Regions from separate parts of the Bicyclus anynana genome. Here region 1 is linked to region 2. The links are chromatin contacts, called in public Hi-C maps. All regions are on one chromosome and are shown on one strand. Each heading gives the region's core, a stretch centred on a gene start, on an enhancer-like site or on the middle of the called end of the contact. The rest is flanking DNA. Distances are from core to core; before and after follow the strand shown.

Evidence for each region. Hi-C and Micro-C count contacts between places; a contact is called where the count stands out from the background.
Region 1: a Hi-C map of whole larva shows a contact between it and region 2, with 3 times the contacts expected there. The contact joins two enhancer-like sites. A contact is called at or near these places in 2 of 2 Hi-C or Micro-C datasets (whole body and whole larva).

Annotation. Positions count from the first base shown.
Region 1 is chr4:16,336,866-16,343,795 of ilBicAnyn1.1, forward strand. It overlaps LOC112053505 (fizzy-related protein homolog), which reads left to right. Exons shown (of 10, transcript XM_024092940.2): 3 at 4,639-4,749; 4 at 5,268-5,390. Among protein-coding and RNA genes, the nearest start is that of LOC112053506, 32 kb to the right of the region's middle. Within about 2 kb of position 2,581, at least 3 of the 8 cell types and tissues checked have open chromatin away from gene starts, as enhancers often do.
Region 2 is chr4:16,304,539-16,311,065 of ilBicAnyn1.1, forward strand. The region is part of intron 1 of LOC112053505 (fizzy-related protein homolog); the gene reads left to right. Among protein-coding and RNA genes, the nearest start is that of LOC112053505, 16 kb to the left of the region's middle. Within about 2 kb of position 1,748, at least 3 of the 8 cell types and tissues checked have open chromatin away from gene starts, as enhancers often do.

The DNA.
Region 1 (6,930 bases), core at 1,331-3,830, 33 kb after region 2:
AGCAGGCACACTCGTGGCCTTGATTGTTAGATGTCATTTACTGACGTGTAAGTGCCTCTTTACGATTTTTTATATTTTAACAATGATCGAAAGTACACTGATTGACATTTACAAGTCACTAATCACCATGCATATGTCCTATGTGTTATCTGATACATGAAATGTTGTAGTTTCCTAATACGACAAAGTCGTTGACTGACACCGCACTGCGGGAACACGTATCTCTACAATGGAATGCTTTATTGGCTGTTCGTTAGGTATTATGTTGGATCTGAACCTAGGATTGGCCTTTCGTATTATAGGTATCAGACGAGATGTTCGTTTACCTCTATTGTTATTTGGATATAAAAAAAAAGAAATTAAAAATTGAATCCTCATCGTTATTCTCGAATGTTGCCTTTAACACCCACACGTAAGCCTTTGTGTTAGGTTACATCATTTTTTTCAAATGGGTCATCAATATAGGAATTTCATACAAGTTGTATTATTACTAATGCACTATATTGATGACATGCTTAAGACAGTATTTTAAGTAATTAAACAATCTAATTTTGCAATTGATGATTTTGTAAGTGTAGCTCCTGTGTCATCAGCTTTTAAAGCCAGAAGTGCTCATCCGTGTTCACTAAGTGGTTTGTTTACAGAAAAAACATCTACCGATACGCGAGGGAATTTAGCAAGAGTCAACTTGGCCTTAATTTTTTTTACTATGTACACAACTTCTTGTATGCAGAGTATTTTGCGATCGAGGCCCCGTAGGGTTAAGTTTGTTTATACTGTTAAGTCAATTGAACCAGCGTATTGAGTTAAATCCACGACACCAAATTCTAATTAGCGAGACTTTTGACTTACACCGCGGGAACTTTTGTTGATCTCTGAAAAATTAATTATTTTGTTCAATGTTCATGAAAACATATTTACTGTATTAAGCAAAACATGATTAAAGTTCAAAAGAATCAGCGTGCAAGAATCACGTCAGATGCTACGCATATTGAAACACAGCTTTCATGAAATGTGCTTAAATGAGAAGCTATACAAGTCATGAGTACGACCACATTGCGATCTGAACTAGCCTCGCTCGAATAGACACACGTAAAAAAAGCACCATACGCGACAAGCGCGTGAAATTCAAGTTAGTTCCGTCTAGATTTGTATTCTGTTTTTGTTAACTGAAAGCGGACCGAAGATTTGTAGAGTGGCTTATTTTTTATGCGTATCTAACGTGACCTGTTTACGGATATGTGCAGGTCACAAAATTTGCCATCCATTTATAGTACCAATCAATCTGTTATCTAAGATCTAGTCACTACATGGTAGATTTCTAGCTTTTTATGCGTCTGCTGTCTGAGGTTAATAAACTTGTATTCTGATTGCTCATTCATCTTACATCATTGTGGTTTGCGTTTTATTGAAATTTTTCTTTTACTTTTTCTCAAGGCTGTCATGTCATTAGTGTAATTCGTGCACTGCATTCTGTGATTCTTAATTTATTTAAATCGCTTTTTCTATGGGGTTTACAATTTCGTTGAACTCAAATATAAGCTTATTTGGTTTCGATCATTAAAATACTCCACATACGTATATTCCTTTTAAGTGTATTCAGTAGCTGCCGGCAGTTACTCTGGACGTCCATTAGGTCGATGTCCATTGTATAATTCATATCGTTTTGCGATCTATTGTGCGGCGCTTTTTGTCTATTCTCGTTGAATAGGGCAATTGTCAGTGGAGGAAATAGGCAATTGCGGATCTATACATTCTACATGACCACTAGTCTATGCAATGATCACTACCGACACGCTTCTTATGCTATTCTATATTTAAATATTTATCTAAATTTGTTACTTGCCATTACTTTTGTAGGCTTGCCATTACGTTTGTGCAGGATGTTAGGTTTGCTTCGTTTTTCTAAATGAAAATGATGATGGTAGTATAACATGCTTTTGGTATTCGGTAAACATTCTATTTATGTTTTTACTACATCATGACGTGATGTAAAATTGCTTCAAGCACGGTTAACTTTTTGTAACATTATGTAAAAACATAATTCGTCTAATCAAAACAGCATTAGTAAGCCAAATTATTGAAGTGGTCTAAACTTCTTAGCATTTTTTTTTAATCCGACTTAGTCATGCGCTTCTAATATTATACAATATAAATCATATTTTAAAATATCTATTTAAACTTCCTCGTTTTAAATCTAATGTTCTCATATATCACCGGATTTTGAAAATCACCGTGTCGAATCACAGAAATTTATTTTACCTCTCATTATAAGATGATCGAGAGATATACATAATTGCATACGCTGTATTAATAATAAGCAAAATGACAAAACACGTTATCTTCCTAAGTCACATCTCTAAATTTGTTATCCGCGAGAATCTCAGCTGATGGACCTGCTTGCGCATTTTTAAAACCAGTTGCAATTTCCTGCAGGCAATTTTCGGCTTACGTAATATAATAATATGCATTCGTTTTCGACCACATACCAAGGCCACTGTGTCGACGACCACAGGGGGCGGGGCGTTTACTAAGTCAATATCTCCTTAAGTGGCAGTTGTGAATTAATCATCATGCACACAATGCACTTTCAATCTTGTTTCAGCAGTTCCGTTATTTCATTCATAGGATCGTTCACGTGTTGGATCGGATTCAACTTTTCACGTGTTTGTTTATTTGCAATGATTGAATAACCTAAATGCAGTATAACGGTTATGGGCTCGATATCTTGTAGTATTACGTGTAAATCCCTTTTTTTTATCAACAATATTTATTGTGAGTGCGCTTAACGCTCGTGTTTATGTGCCAGCGTCTTGTGTTTTTGTTTGAAGTGGGTGTCACAACACAGTTATATTTCCATTTGAATCGCAATAATGTGGATCCAAAGGTGGCAAGACGTGTCCTTTTCATGCGGCATGGTTTAAACATTGAGTGGGCATCTTAGTCTCACAATATTATCTTTATCGCCCATGTGTCATAAAATTGTATACTATTTTAGTTGAAATTCAAAATGCTATATCACAAAATTATGCACGTTGTATTAACATGCTACGTTGTAAATTTCGTCCCACGAAATTTGCGATGCTTTATGAAGATTTGTTACTCATATAGACCGCAATAAACCGGGTTCACGGCCGTGATTATGGCCGCGTGTTTACGCGAAATGTGCACTTTTTGCAGCAAATTACTGAGAAGTTCCTACGATGTCTCACAGTGCGAAAAATTCTCATTACAGTATTAAAGTGAGATAATAATTGCAGACATTATATTCATCTAGTGTTTTTTTTAGTGCTAAAAAATGTAGAGCAATGTAGCGGTAGTAGCTATACTATTAATTCGTGTTCAATTATTCTCTGTAATATAATAAGACCAATCAACTGATGAAAATGATAAATTGAAAGCCCGTAGTAAAAAAATCGCTGACAAATCCAGACAGAGTTCATTTTGTTACGTTGTGTTTTTTTTCAGATTTTTTTATACTTACGATACGTACAAAAGAATACGGGTAGCCGAACCTTTCAAGGACTGAGCGTTACGCTTCAGAAGTTTTCTAGACAATTCCCCCACTGGGCCTCTAGATTTTCACAATAAACCAACACTAATGCCGATTTAAACGCAAACTATGGTTTCCAAGTGATGATTTGCTGATTAGTAATAGTTTTAAAAATTGTTGCCCGGTTATATCGCGACTATGATGAAGATCTTACAAAGACTTGTGTATATTTTTTGTAGATGTCTTCCAACGCTTGCCTCTACTGCGTTTAAATTAGTTGATTCAATTTGTCTATAGTTTTTGTTCCGTCAGGGTTTTCTGCCTCGCAACTTGGTCATTTGTCTTTTTTATTACTGGAGCCCCTAATGAGTACAGCATCATTTGTAAATCTTACGCCGTCTAACACTTATAGACGTACTTCCTCTTTTGCTTTTCTGTACTCTATAATCACTGGCTGATGTCCAATCTTGTAATACATTGTCCGGTAGTAATAGTGAACTTAATTTAGAAAGAAATCTCGAGTCTATTATTTCGGTCATCGTATCTTGATGAGTTGACTCTGTATCTATAATGAGAATGTCAAGAGATATCTGTAACCAGGCGTTTTTATACCACCACTAAAGTTTTTTTTTTTGTTGACCTGAGCGTTTATTCGCCGACGAAAGATTCGTTGAGTAGTTAAATGTTTCGATTAAATTTAATTTATTTCCTTGTCCAATCATTTTATTGTCTCTCAAGTTGTCGAGTGTTGATTGAATTATAAACCAGAGTTTATGAGTTACTACTACTTAGTTTATTGTGTAAGCCTTTTAAACATTATCTCTATACGCTTAAATCTCTATAGGTGTGCGTATAATAAATGTCTCTGACCAGCGAAAAATGCATGCTATAGTTTTTTCATGTCTGTCTTGTCGTACGACTTTATAATATGCCATTGGGTCTTTGCTCTGTCACGTTTATTTGATTCAGGTTTTTTATTGCGTTTACTTATTTTAGTGCACTTTACGACCACAAGTTAAACATCATTATAACGTTTGAAATTTACTTTTGTATTATTCTCACGTTTTATGGGTTTCTTAAGAATATATTTTTTTTTGTTTAAGTTTTTGACTTGTGTTTTCATGTAAATTCTTTCTTTGTTTCAGGAGAATATAGACCCGTCGCCGTACAGCCTTTCGCCTGTGTCAGCTAAATCACAAAAGTTGTTACGTTCCCCACGTAAAGCTACACGGAAGATTTCAAGGATTCCCTTCAAGGTACATATCCCAACATCATTATTAATATACTCGTAAGTTCGTGCCTGCGTGAACGAAATGACGTTTTCTTTTCTCTAAAAATGATACCTAGCTTGATTGATTTATCAGTCGCTTTAAATTTAAAAAGCTCGGTTTATAAACTTATGTTAGATTAGATGTTAAATGTAGCCTTTAAACGATTTCATCTCTCGACGTATACAAGTATTCACTACTGTGATTTTTCTAGGGTTTTTATTTTTCATACGAAATTGCAATTGACTTCAGAAAACGTAATGTTCCAAATTGTCTCTAAAGGGAATGTTAGATCAATGGGTTGTGACAGAACATACGTCTAACGGCCACTTTCTTCATTCCAAGTAACAGTCAAAGTAACGTCATAAACCAAAAGTGACGGTCTTTTCACTGAAAACTAAAGTCTTCTTTACTACTTACCACTTTTACTGTTACTTTAGCTTTACATGAAGAAACTGGCTGTTAGTAGCGAGCCAATGAAGCTAATTGTACCGTGTTGTCTGTAGGTGTTAGACGCGCCCGAGTTACAAGACGACTTCTACCTGAACCTGGTGGACTGGTCCGCACAGAACGTGCTCAGCGTCGGCCTGGGGAGCTGCGTCTACTTGTGGAGCGCGTGCACCAGTCAGGTACCCTTATACATGATTTTGTTTCGTCGTTATCAACCCATATACGGCTCACTGCTGAGCTCAAGTCTCCTCTCAGAATGAGAGGGGTTAGGCCAATAGTCCACCACGCTGGCCCAACGCGGATTGGCAGACTTCACACACGCAGAGAATTAAGAAATTCTCTGGTATGCAGGTTTCCTCACGATGTTTTCCTTCACCGATTGAGACACGTGATATTTAATTTCTTAAAATGCACACAACTGAAAAGTTGGAGGTGCATGCCCCGGACCGGATTCGAACCCACACCCTCCGAAATCGGAGGCAGAGGTCATATCCACTGGGCTATCACGGCTCCCATGTTTTTGTTTACTAGCTTTTATTTATTGCACTGTTAGTCTCTTCGCCACACACTGCATGAGTGTGGGAAGTAGTAAATACGTTGTGCGACCACGTTACTCGTCCTGCCGCGTTACGTGCCTCTCGTCCAGCCCATCGCTTCCTATTATGTTACTTTTGAGCGCGAGTCAAAGGACTAGTAAGGGTCATCGCGAGTAGTTGCGCGAGGAGCTAGTGGTATACTAGTCAAATCTTGAAAGGTACTACTTGGCGTTGGGCTGGACTTAGGGTACTGTGTCTACTTGCGGATTGATTGCACGAGTTACTTAGATAGTAGATACGTTTTTAGTTTTAATTTAACTAGATGTGTATGTGTGGAATCTAAATTCGAACGACTTCCTGATTTTCGATTGGACTCAAATGTGGTAGCTACTTCTACTTGTTGATCGCATTCATTAATCAGGTATGCGTTCAGGTTCTTCAAAAAAGAATATTTGCAATAATCCCATTCCCCTCCAACTGGTCGGGAAATACTGTGCTAGGAGTGAGTGTACGACAATAGACCAACGCGGCGGGGATCGAACCACCACCCCTCGGTGATGAGTCCAACCGCTCTCACCGTTGAGCTATTGAGGCTAATAGGTACTACGGATCTTGAGCTGCATGCATCCACCTCACTGTTAGTTGTTACCCCTTTGATGTCTGCGCTTTTCATCACCTTGGGACTTCAATTTCCATCACTTTAGCTTTGCGACTCCTTGAGCTGTGTCGTTGAATTTGGTTCTTCTGCGGATCTTTCTATTTCTATTTCGATCGTTCAGAGATATTCCGAGCAAAGCTGCTCCATCGTCCGTTGAGTGACTGAGCTTTTTTAAGAAATTCATAGCTTGGGTAGGTATCTTATTATCAAACTTAACTTAGCTGTTAGTAACACACTTAAACCAACGAAAGGGTCGACATGATAGATTGTTTGATGTGCCATCAACAGTACAGATGTGGTTCAAGTATTGCCAATTGAGTCTGTCAGCAAATGCCATGAGAATGATGTAAATAGCCAATGAAGATGATCATATGCATAAGATAAGACGAATAATAATATAGTCTAACATCTAGATTCTAGATCGTATAGACAAAGCAGGTATTGTCTCGCTGTGTTATCTAAACAATGCGTCTGTGATAACATCTACGACACGCGAGAACATTTGCATCAACATTTCTAGTTACA
Region 2 (6,527 bases), core at 498-2,997:
AAAATATTGACTCGATTTCCAACTAATCGCTTGTTTTTACAGAGGAAACACATTCAAGAATTTTTCAGAAACTTTTCAGAAACAGAAGCAATTTGGGATTACGTTTGCTAAATGTTTGGAACCATTCAAAATTGAAACATGCTGTATACAATGTTTAACTTACTTAATTGGGCATGACCCACGTATTGAACTTCAATATCTTTATTACTTAAATCTCCTTCACACATCGCATATGTATCCTTATCTATGTATGTATAATATGCATCGTAACATTTAAAATTTAATCCCAAATGAGACAAAATTAATGTCCCGTAAGTCGTGTTTTGCATATAATATAAGAACGCAGTAAGAAGAGTAATAAATAGTTATGATCAAGTCGTAGATAATTATTTATATTTTAGCCTCTAATTTTTTTTTCGAGATTCATTGTTACAAAGTAAAAAAATATTAAAATTATTGAATTAGTAAGTACATATCCTCTGAATTCCCGTAGATTGCGTACAAAACTAACAAAATAATAAAAGTGTCATTTTGTCTTAGGAGCTGAAAATTTACAGAGGTTGATTTAGATTTCATCTCCTATGAATATGATATACATAAAGTATACCTTTCTCCATGCTCCATCTAAGCATATAATCTCTGTAGCACAGAATAAATAGAACCTTGTTAAAAACCTTTACCTAAGTTACCTACAAACATTTTAGATTCCACGCTTAAAATTGTTTTTTTCATCAACAATTTTGGCAGTTAAATCCGAGCCACCGTAAAAAAAGAACAAAAAGCTAATATTAGTTAAGTACACGTAGACATAGCACCTGTAACGTTGGTATTGGGGCCACTGTAGGGCAACCATCAGTTACCACACCTACACTTCATGACCATCCTTCAACTTGTGGGATCAGCTGAGAGGCTGATGTCATGTGTAATGATATCAAGTGTTTACTTAACACTTAGGCTTTCGATTGTCGATGAGGCCATGAGGCCCATGGTTTCTGCTGGGAAGCAAAACTACGAAAATGTTACGCCAAACTTTATATAACTCGTAGTAGAAGTAACTATGTTTACACATACATCATCGATAGTTCTATATGCGTATTTATTTAAGATGTGTGTAGGTATTAAATAAATTAATGGTTTATTAGATGTTCGTGTTTTAGTGTCTAAAGTAGACGTTACAAAATATATTTACATAAACTAAGCTGACTTAATATAATTAAATGCAAAAGATTAATGATCTAAATTTTATCGAAAATATACAATATTTAAATGACTAGCTTTTGGGTGCTAGTTTTGTGGATTTCGATAATATTTTATAAATTATTATTTAATGCTTGACTGCAAATTTCTTTCCAGTATGTAATAAAAGTAGATATTATAACAATTTATGTCGTCAAATTCCTCGCATTTTAAACGAACAATTCAACAGAAGACAAATAATATCGCCTTATTTTGAAAAAGCTGAAAGCTTTTATATAAAAAACAACCTTATATTTAGACAATTGAAGGTTGGGAACCTTGAATTCTGCTACCTTCATTTACTTATCTATGATATTGTCATTTGAACAGATTCTAAACGTCCACCAAAACACAGAAGCGTACAATTACGGATACGTTTAGAATTGGTATGCTAACCAAAGAAACCTAAAAAACATAAGCTCTAATTTATGTCGAGCAGTCGTATCAAGACCAATCAGCTGACCGTGTGATTCAGTGATCGGGCTCTCCTGCATTTTAAATACGTGAGCTGGAATTTTCAGTATATAAAAACCATACCTAAATGCTTTACCTGTTCATACAAGTTCAATGCACCGATCAGCTGAGTCAACACGCTCTTATTTTACATGCCACGTGTTTAGTAGGCACAACAATTTTCCGACAATGTTGCGTAACAAATGACTCCTATTATTCCTACAATTTATGCGTGACTGTAGGAAAACTTCCAGTACATGTAAAGCTTTTATAGGATCGGTATGTTATAAACATTCCATTAGCTCATGATTTATAGAGTTTCAATCTAACACTGTTGCGATTATGTATCTCTTGTTTTTAAATGATTATAATGGAAAATAAAAAGAATATTTCTCAATCTTAATATTCACCCCCAATGCTTTGCTTAATTTGACAGTACTAGAAGTTACATAGTAGAGATGTGCATAATACTGATAGGTACTGTATCTGGTTTAGTTTTAGCAACCAAAATGTATAAATGCTAATGGTTTTAGATAAAGGAAATCAGAATTGCTCAATACTTTTTACCGATTCGTTTGACGAAGACGAGATTCGTTTTTTGTGATTTTCGTCTTATTCGACAGGGAAATCCCTTGAGTATTTTTTAACTAATAATGTGATGGGAATAAAACATTGGGTTTTTATTTTGTCACTAACATTAGTTAATTATTTATTAGGCAACTATTCGCTAAGAATATAGTAATAATATAGGTTAAATTAAACCACGTGGTTTTAGCGATCATTAGCACCTCTTAACACTTTTAAACAAGGGATCGCTCTGCCTCGTGTTGGGATATGTACAAATTCCTGTATTTGGATCCGGTTTTAAGCAAACTTCGTTAACCCTTATGTAATCACTTCAGATAATTCGGTAACGTGGCTGTATCAATCAGCTGGTCCATGATGTCATTCGTTTAGCATTACGTGCCATTTTGGGGTTTTTATTTTTAAAGCTCTTTTTTTCCTTCGTATTCGCTTACATGTCGCGACTTGCTTTCGGGTTGACCAGCCTTCACCTTGACTCCGCGTAGAGATCAGCTGTTTGGTTTGCAATAAAACGAGTATGCATATATGATTCATTTATCTTATCAAGTCATCGTTGTATTGTATTAGAATTTATTCTAGTTCCAATTTTTTTTCAACAGTCAGAGCTTTAGCTCTTTTTTTTTCTATCCATCTGTGCCTAGTTTGGAATGCGTTGCAAGTTTTTTTGATCTCTCGTTTTTAATAGCGTGTAATAGTTTTTAAGAATTTGCAGATCCAGATAAAGAATTGTATTTAAATAATGAGACGAATGTAATAGCTGTACATTTATAAAATTTAATAATTACACATGAGTGCCTCGGACACGAGCATGAACTCGTGGGTATGTTAATAATGTAAATAAAAATAACGAGTGAGCTTTTTCAACCTAATTAAAAATATTAAGAAGATTACATAAATACATAGTTTATTTAGATAAAGGTTCATGCTATGGTCACTGGAGCGTATATAGTACGTCCACACTTTATGACTGTCTATTAAATATTACTCAGTTACTGAACAAGGAATAAGCGGTGCTTTTATGGTGCCTATAATGTTCTTAGTGACGGACTTAATTACCGTTGACTTAGCACCTGAGTGTAAGCAAGCGGTTACAGAGGTACACAATAACCCATGTTACCGTGTTTGCCGAGTCAACATAGCTGGCCCCATGACGGGGCTGTCAGGTAGCATCACTACTGAATCTATCCGTTCAATAGGTGTGCCCCAAGGTCTTAGAAACAGGCCGTAATTGTAGATAATTATCTAAATTATCCACAGCTACCTGTGTTACAGCGCACGATTTAGAATCTCTGTTCAACTTTTAAATTTTTGACTCCAAAATGCCACGTATATGTATTGTACTACGCTTGGGTGGAGACGCAAATAATACCTTTGTCGTACATACGACTAGTTACGTAACCGGATGATAGATGATCTTGGCGTCAATAATCTCTGCAGTATCTTTTATATGTGAAGTTGGTGTTAGTCTTTTTTCTAAAGTATATGCTTTTGACACCTGAGCATGAGCATAAATCAGTTGTCAACGTATCAAATCTAGGCCGACTGCAAACAATGCTCGGTAATCAATTGATGTCGACTTAGGTATTGCGTGTCTGACATCATCCTTAGCTATACCATAGGCTGTATAAACTAGCGTTAACATCAGTTTAATTTCGACAAGTTTAAAGATGTTCTTGTCACGATTAACGTTGATCCTCAGTTTTTGAAACGCTGGTTGTTCATCAAATTAACATATCAAGTAAACTTTAGTAATTTCTAAAGTAGCTTGCCAAAACAGCTCGCTATCAAAATATTGGTAGATTTAATGCCAATGTTAAGATGTTTGGATATATCAGCTTTACAAACAATCAAGTATTTTCATGGTAGTGTCGTTTTTTTTTTAATTAGTTTCATATACAGAAAACAATAAGAATTTTCGGAAATTTAGGTTTAAAACTAGAAAATGAACGGTGGAAGTTTGTTTAATAGTATAGATTTATATTATAACAATTTTGAATTTGTTATATGCATAAAGTACATTATTTATATACAAGTTTCATTTGTACGTGATACAACACAAAAAAAATAAAGTTATCTTCAAACCCTGAATGAAACGCTGATATACTCGTAATTTAATATAAGCTTTTATAATTTCAGCGTAATTAACGCTTATATAGAGATCACATTTTCATATTATTACGATAAAATGTATCTATAACTGCGGTTTTTCATTTAACGTCTTACTTGATCAGTCTTTCAAAAACTGTGCAATATATTTGCAGTGTAACGCTTGTATTGGTCATGATGCTGTCGTCGCCATGATAATGGCGAGCAAAAACATCAATGTGTGTTAGTATTTTATTGCCTCGAAATAGGCAAAAAGCTTTTCCACGCAAAAAGCCGGTGTACCGATCACGACTTAGGCTGTGTCTTAAGTAATCAACCACGTTTTTTGGTTCAATGCACTCACGAAACTCCATTTTACTGGACACCTAATACCGTGACGCGACGACGACTCCGTTTGTACAAACACTGTGCAATTGCGACACGAATTATGTGTTTCGGTTTACGTAATTGCGTTTTATGATTACAGAAGCCTGAACCGTATTGAAATTTTTAAGAGAGTGAAAAAAGAATCTGTTCCCTCAATTCGTGTAATTCTTAACTTAAGGTGGTTTGTTCGTTATCAACCCATATTCGGCTCACTAATGAACTTCGAGTCTCCTCTCAGAATCAGCATACTAGATAATTTTTGTAATTCTCTGCGTGTGTGAAGTCTGTCAATCCGCATTGGGCGAGCGTGGTGGACTATTGGCCTAAACCCTCTCATTCTGAGAGGAGACTAGCAGATAAGGTGGTTAAGATATTTTAAAAAGAGTGGTGTATTAAGATTTATAATATAAAGATTTTTGAAATAAGACGTTCTACTTGTGATTGCATTGTGTCTAATAGTTAAACAGTAAACTTTTATGTTTCTATAGTATCTCGAATCTACGAGTTTTTTAGACTTATGGTAATAATGAAATCATAATAATAAATTGTAATGTGAAATGATGAAATTTGGTTAGTAAGGGACACATTTGATAAGACCATTTATAATTTGCTTACTCCATTGTAAGTTGATGGTGATAATATTTTTAATACAGGGTAGCTAAGTCTACATCTCTGTCGCGTATTTTCAAGTACAACGTGGGAAAATTGAGGCTTTGGAGAGATTATTATTATAAATAGTTTAGGTATCTAAGTTCGGGTTTAGCTTAGACACTGATAAAAAACAGCCGCCTTGTATAAAGGATGTGTAGTGCATAAAATTGTTGACGATGATCGAACGACCTAAGCCGGGATTTTTTCGCCCGGATACATCAATTACTTAGATTAGCTTAGGTATCATATTCGTGTAATATTCATGAGAATTTTGTGACTATTCTATGTGTCTCCTTGGTTTAATGAAGTGCACAGCCTTTCTGATCTGTGGGTTCTGTTTCGGGTTTATTTTGGAAATTTCAGCGACTGATACCTACCATCGAAATTAGTCTCGTTTAGGTTTAGCTTTTTATCTACTAGTTCTTTGATCGTAGTTTAGCATTCCGTTTTGTTGCTGCGTAGAAACCTATTAATGTTTTAACAAACTTTTATATTAATTGGAACTAAGCGCTTTCATTTTCTTTTTTCAATAAAATTTTAGTTAATTGTCATTCAATAACCAACTAACTCATAAATGCTCTACGTATTTATGTGTAAATACGTCGTTGAAGCTCATAGCTATATTATAAAGTTTTTTATTAATCCATTTATCTGTTAACATTCGATTCTTTTTTGTCTAAGTCCACATTGCTTTAAGGAAGAAACCAAAAAATTAATTGATTTATTGAAAATTGGTGTAACATTTGATCATGATTTACCAGATAAAATTCCAAACATAGAAAACATCCTTACAATCATTATAGTACGTAGCAAACTTAGTAAATCCAAGTAACATAGTTGTAAAGTAGCGTGAGGTTTAATTTACGTAAATACTCGTACGACGTTTAGCAGTAGTTAGCTGAAACACAATGAGATAAGGTCAACGCACTCTATTTAGGTTCCCTTTACATTTTCCTATTTCCACTTTGCGTTGTTACGCCGCGCGTCACAAAAGCCTTTCTACGCATGTGGAAGTTTGAAAAGGTTTTAATTTATTTTTCAAATGACAGGAATCTATATTCTAAAACGTATTGCAGTATTGTTTAGTTTAAATGTTTGTATGTCCTACGTGTGTCTCAATATGATTGTCA